Linked DNA regions of Gossypium hirsutum: region 2 is linked to region 1. A link is a contact called in public Hi-C data. All regions are on one chromosome and are shown on one strand. The core of a region is the stretch at or near the end of the contact, and the rest is flanking DNA. Distances in the headings are between cores, read along the strand shown.

The links. Hi-C and Micro-C count contacts between places; a contact is called where the count stands out from the background.
Region 2: a contact with region 1 is called in a Hi-C map of leaf, with 1.6 times the contacts expected there. The contact joins the enhancer-like site here to the promoter of LOC107954657 in region 1. A contact is called at or near these places in 2 of 34 Hi-C or Micro-C datasets (both in leaf).

What each region holds. Positions count from the first base shown.
Region 1 is chrD07:33,037,790-33,041,399 of Gossypium_hirsutum_v2.1, forward strand. LOC107954657 (fimbrin-2) reads left to right here and starts at 2,192. Exons shown (of 14, transcript XM_016890281.2): 1 at 2,192-2,415; 2 at 2,487-2,657; 3 at 2,848-3,089; 4 at 3,189-3,360. The coding sequence starts at 2,329.
Region 2 is chrD07:33,934,896-33,938,288 of Gossypium_hirsutum_v2.1, forward strand. No RefSeq gene overlaps it. Among protein-coding and RNA genes, the nearest start is that of LOC107954725, 8.7 kb to the left of the region's middle. Within about 2 kb of position 2,021, at least 8 of the 9 cell types and tissues checked have an H3K27ac peak or open chromatin away from gene starts, as enhancers often do. A contact at or near this core is called in leaf, where this site is marked.

The DNA of each region.
Region 1 (3,610 bases), core at 942-3,441:
AATTAGGATCTTGGAGCACTAGAAAAGAATTGAATTTCTTCACTTCAGTACCTTCAGGGATATCGCGACTTTCATGGCATTGGTGCCGCGACACTTATTCTAAATGACGTTCTCCTCGAGTTTGAGCCCTTATTGTCTCCCTACACCAACTCAATTACATTGTTAGGTTCCCCATGGCACGTTTGGCCATTTTGGGTCTCAAAATAGTGTAAAACCAAACAAAAACATTTATTAATGCTTAGAACAAAAAATTCGACAAAAACATATAAAAGACATTTAAATTGCTTGAGAATAAGCTCCTCAAGTGTATTGGAGAACCTAATTTGACATATCAAATTACGACAGATCATTACTCAATGGGCAAAGGTAAACACAATTAAAACAAGGATCATCAAGGTAGTTTCTAAAATAAAAATGACAAGTAATATCATATAAGCATATTTTATAACGAGATGGTCAACTTCATCCATCTTATAAACTAGAGTAACAAGCACATTTTAGTTCACTTCATTTCATAAATCTCATAAATTCATTTTTTATCTTCGTACTTACAAATGTGCAATTTTTGTATCTTACTAGACATTCTTGAATTCATTTGTCTTATTAGGCCCTTCGTAACCTTAGTAAAACTGGACTAAAAAACTCGAGAATTTCATCCAACTCCACCAAGTATTTATATAATCATTGCACAAATGTGCATTTCAACCTACACAACCAAGATATAACACTAAGAGTGCTCCAACCCACACAACCAAGGTTCTCAAAGAGAACATTCCTTTAGTCCACATTGAATGTGAAGCCAAGGTAACAATACCAATAGAGGGTTCAACCGAGTCCAAATTAAGGTAGGGATATAACAATAGGAAACTTTTAGAAGCTGTGTAATTATTGGTTAGTTAAACGACACCACGTCAAAGCAAGCAACTATGCTTATTAAAAGTGTAGTTTTGAAAACTTGAAAGTACTGTACAAGTAATCATGGAACCCTAACATTAATATCTCGAACAACAATAGCCTCTGTCTTCACTAAAGAGATGCCACCTTATTCCCCTACTGATAGTCTCATAGAAACTCACTTTATAAATTTCTTTTTAACTAAGGGGACAAATATCATATCCTTATATTAAAATATCTCTTAACACCTTAGGAATGAAGCTCACACCATTACAGATATGGGAGAGGTATAGCCATAATGTCCTCTAGGATAACCATTACATCATGTTCAATCTCATTTAATGATCTCAACTTCTAGGCTTGCCAACCTCAAGAAAGTCACATTCGACTCACACCTTATATGAACCATGAGATTAAACTCTACAAGAAAGTAATCATGAGATAAAGGCCCACTCAAATTGCTCTCCCTCTCCTCCAAGATGAATGGGATAAACAAGAAACTAGATACTAGAACTTTATCCATGTGCCGCCTTAACCTTCTCAAATTACTAATCTTAATGGCTTTCCTCACAGTCCATAGTATGGATGAACCTTAATTTAATATCTCTTTGCACTCCGTACACTATAAACCGCCCTCACGAATTATGTGACCTTAGTAAAAATCACACTCGGCAAGGTTTTAAAATTTAAACTGGCTTAGACATTTTTCTTAAATCCCCTAACAATGGAGACACGAATTACCTGTTATTTAAAATATGAACCAACAGTTAGAGATGGTGGGCGAAATAGACATTCAATTTGAATTCTAAAAACAGAAAAGGGAAGGCGTAATGGACCCAATATCCATCCTTCCAACTCCGAGTGGTTCGAAGGGCAAAGGCCCACAGTTACTATTCATTTGAATAAATAAAAGAACGGTTAAAATATGCATATAGTTTCTGTACTTTTTAAAAATTAGAAATTTAGTCCCAGTTCTTGTATTTTCACGAATTTAATCTCTTTATTTTTTAGATTTTCAAAATTCATCTAACTGTTAATACTGTTAACTCTTTTTTTTTTGGTTAAATTCAGGTTAATTACAACATTTTTTTTACTTACATGGGTAACAAGTGAGTGATTCTTTTTTTATATAAGAAAACAGAGAGTGATAATAGTTGTATATGAATTTTGAAATCTAAATGGTAGAGGAACTAAATTTCTAGAAATACAAGTACAAGGAGTAAATTCCTAATTTTTAAAAAGTACAAGTACTATAGACATACTTTATCCTAAAAGAAAATAAAAAAGGGGACAGAATGGTCATAATATGAATTGTCAGAAGCAGTGTTGCTCTTGCCAATACCAGCTACAACTCCCACTTCTCTTCTCCTTCTTCACAAACTCAGGCCAAACATAAAAATTTGTCATTAGATTCTGATCTAAATAAAAACAAAGATGTCTGGTTACGTAGGCATTTTGGTCTCAGATGCATGCCTGCAAAACCAGTTCACTCAAGTCGAACTTCGTAGCTTAAAATCTCATGTAACTCAACGATTCTTTCATTTTTCTCCTTCTTTTTTGATCGCAGTTACTAACACTTTGTTTTTTGGTAGTTTACTAGTATGCGAAGAGAGAGCGGGAAACTAACGCTGGGAGACTTAGCATCCAGAATGTCCAGATTGAAAGCTGTGGGAGAGAATCTGAGTGACCAAGAAACTACAGATTTTATCGCTGCTTTGTATCCTAACTTCAACGATGAGGTCGATTTCGAGTCCTTTTTGAAGGTTTGTTGTTGTTGTTTTTGGTGTTCCAATCCCTTTTTTTTATCGTTAATATATTTTTTTTTTCTTAAAGTTCAAGTTTATGAAAATTTGAATTTGGATTGTTGTTTCAGAAGTAACTTTTCAGAAAACCTTTTTTTTTTCAAAATTTCCTGGAAAGTGGATTATCAATCACTGTGTTTTGTGTGGATAGGTTCATCTGAAACTTCATGCACATGCAAGCTCTAGAACAGGAAATCCAGCAAAGAACTCATCAGCATTCCTCAAGGCAGCTACAACTACTCTGCTTCACACCATAAGCGAATCCGAAAAGGCATCCTACGTTGCCCATATCAATAATTATCTCGCTCAAGATGGGTTCTTAAACAAATACTTACCCATCGATCCGTCCTCAAATGATCTATTTGAGATTGTTAAAGATGGAGTTCTTCTTTGGTAAATCCTTCTTTCTACCTTTTTAAAACTATTAGATTTGTTGTTTTTATGCCAGCGGGAGAAGATTTTTTTTGAAGCTTTTATACAAAATAAATGCAGCAAACTGATAAATGTAGCAGTTCCGGGTACCATTGATGAAAGGGCTATTAATACTAAGAGACTGCTCAATCCATGGGAAAGAAATGAAAACCATACACTATGTCTCAACTCTGCCAAGGCTATTGGCTGCACTGTAGTCAATATAGGAACACAAGATTTCATTGAAGGAAGGGTATGCGTATACTTATACTGTTGGTCTGTTGCATTGCTGAACTAGTTTATTTGATGGTTGGATTTTCACTTGAGTTTAAGAAAGACATGTTGGATAAAAGCATTATTTTTAAAGCATGCTTCATTGCTTTTGTTGTTTTTGTTATTCCCAGAGCTGTGGCCAATGTGACAATCTTTAATGCTATTCTTTTCACTTCTTAACTATTTTTCAATACAATGATTGGTGTTGGGAAGATCATTGCTTCTCATAT
Region 2 (3,393 bases), core at 771-3,270, 900 kb after region 1:
TAAAAATAGAGAGTCCATGAATATCCACTCATCTCTCTGAGTTCATCATCAAATAACTTGGCCCCTCAGTGCACAGAATGAAAAGATACAGTGATAATGGATCACCCTGACAGAGGCCTCGTTTGGGAGAAATTGGTCCCAACTCAGTGCCATTAAACAAAATGATATAGTTGACCGAGGGAACACAAAGCGTCATCCAATCTACTCATCTGTAATGAAACCCAGCCTTTCCAAAATATAATGAAGAAAGATCCAATCCACCATGTCATAGGCTTTACTAATGTCAACTTTTAAAGCGATCTCCCCCATCAAATCTCACCCTTTATTCTTCATGTGATGAATGGTTTCAAAAGCAACTGTCACATTATCAGTAATGAGATGACTTGGAACAAAAGCAAATTAAGACCGAGAAATGAATCGAGGTAACAAGATCTTCAGACAATTCGTAAGAACCTTCACCACCAGTTTATAAACAATGTTACAAAGCGCAATCAACCTCAAATCTTTCATAGATGTCGGCTTCTGATTTTTCGGAATTAAAACTATAATGGAATCATTAATCTAAGGGGGGAGGGGGGGAAGCAGCTACATTCAGCCATTCACAACACTCTGTAAAAATCTCCTCACCAATAATATGCTAGCACTTCTGATAGAATGCAACATTTATACCGTCGGCCCGAGAGCTTTATCTGGATGCATTTCAAACAACACCGGTTTAAACTACTCAGTAGTAAAAGGAGAAAGAAGAGCATTATTATCAGAGTCCGTACCACGAGAATCAAAATCAGAAAAAGCATCAAACTGCAAGCTAGCCGAAACCAAAAAAGGAGAAGTAAAATAACTAAGAACAATGAAATGCATGCCTGCCTCATCAGTACATTGCTGACCCACATCATCATAAAGCATAGAAATATGATTTAACCATTTTCTTTTACTCACCCAAGCATGGAAAAACTTTAGCTCGCTGTTTCTAAAACACCTCTTGAGCAAGCAAAATATTTAAGTCAAAACATAACTTTAGAACCTCATCATCAGTATTCCCTACAGAATATGACCGGAAAAGTTCCTCCTTAACAACCTTAATACAAGAAATGAAATTTCCTCCCAACTTGTACCTCCATTAAGAAAGAGAAATAACACAATTACTTAACTTGGCAGAAACAGACCCATTCGACACCATAAACCAAGCATCTGCAATGACATCAAAAAAACCAGTTTCACTAAGCCAAAACTTCTCAAACTTGAAGCGCTGAACTCTTGGGGTTGAAAACCTAGCTTTCACCACTAATTTAATAGGTGAGTGATACGAAGTGGGACACACAAGACTATAAAGCTTATGGAATGGATAGCGTTGAACCCACGCGTCATTTACAAAAGCCCTATTAAGCCTTTCCATGACAAAAGAACTGGTTCCCCTACCCCATTCCCAAGTAAAAGAGGAACCTCTAAAAGATTACAGTCTGAAACACAATCACGAAAACCATCGAGCCAAACAGTAAGGTAAACTGCACCACCTTTCTTATCATTAATTGACAAAAGATTATTGAAATCCCCAAAGCACATCCATGGAAGAGAATTAAGGGACGCCAAATGTCTTAGCAAAGCCCAAGAACCACGCTTCCTACTCAACTCCGGAAAACCATAGAAACCAGTAAGCCTCTATTTAAAACCATTGTGTAACTCAACAAGAGCATCAATGTGATTCTAAGAATACCCGAAAATAGAAATATTAAAAGTCGAATTCCAAAATAATGCAAGTACGCCACTACGACCAAGACGGTCTACACAAACAGTAACCAAAAAGTAAAGAAAAGCACAATTCTTCAATTTTATTATAATGAACTAAAGTCTCAGATAAAAACAAAATACTGGGTTTATTAGAATGAACAAGCTCCCTGACAGTGAGTACCGCACGGGGATTACCCAGTCCCCGGCAGTTCCAAGCAATACAAATCATGGCTTCCGATGGGTCTCCTCTAAGAGACCGACCGATACAGTAGTTTGAGTAAAGCAAGAGCTGCCCCAAATAGTAGTAAGCTGGGCTGTATCATTTGAAGAAACATGCTGAGCTGAAACATTAGAATCGACCCTATACTTTTTCTTTTCTTTTTTTTCTTCAACATCCATAATAGAATCTTTAATGGATTGTTAAACACTCATACCCGGAAAAGGCCCATCATTCGATAGTCCACTTGATGCCCCTTGGCCCTGATCATTAGCTCCAACATTGACATTGAGAGCTAGCTGTTTTAGATAAGAAAGCCATCTATTTTGGATGTGTGAATTACTCCCCCTCCCACTTGATCATATAATCCCACCTGAAATGTCGCCCAAAAATTCTCATTCTTTCTTAAATCACGCCTCCACTAAACAAATTGCTTTCGATTCCTATGTTTGACCTCCGCTCGTATATCCTCCGACCAACCTTGGATTAGCTCCCCCTCCGAAGAGTCGAGCAATCTTTGGCAACTAGTCATTGTGTCATATTATACCACACAAATAACACACAAGAGGAAGCCGCTTCTAACTAAAACTGACCTTAAAATAAGGTAATCATGTTTTCTTAATTTCTTTTTCCTCATAAGAGCCTAATGAATTTCTAGATGCACACAAATGCTCATGAAGTTATTCAACACGTTCAATATGCTACTAGCATCATAATCTTAGAAATAACCCATAACATTATCGAGACTCTTGTCCAAGGCTTACGAAGCAAAATCGGGTGGCAAATCATAGACTTGAACCCAAAAATCCGCAAAGAAAAAGTTAACATTTTCCGAATTCTCTCATTGAGCCAACTTATAAACCAAAAGAAGACAATTGTTAAAGGACCATAGACCCTGAAATAATCTTTTTTAGATCCACCACATGAAAAAATTGAATCAAAATATAACCACTTATCGCCAATCAACTTGATGCTAGCACCTCGGATCGAACACCACAACCACAAAAAAGTCCTTTCCACAACCGCAAAGTTTATCACCTTCTCTCTAAGAAACTTACCGACAAGACATAAATCATAGTCAATGTTGACAACAATGAGATCTTTAGGATTGACGACCAACTTCTCCTCTTCCTTGTAACACCCCATACTCGGCCTAGACAACAAGGCCAAGTCCGAAGAGTTACATCAAAATTTCCACAAAACAATACTTCTGAATCTTAGTTAAAAGTCTTTCCAAAGCAAACTAGAGTTTAACAAACCTAACATGTAGTACAAAAACTAATATCTTAACCATCATATGTCTTGAAACTACTGTAAATGAGTCAATGGTAATAATAATGATATAGTGGATAAATAGTATGACCGAGTTCCCGATTCGCGGACCCGATCAAATCTGTGGGTTACCTGTGATTCAGTCAACAGAAGAAATGAATTAATGATCTATAAAG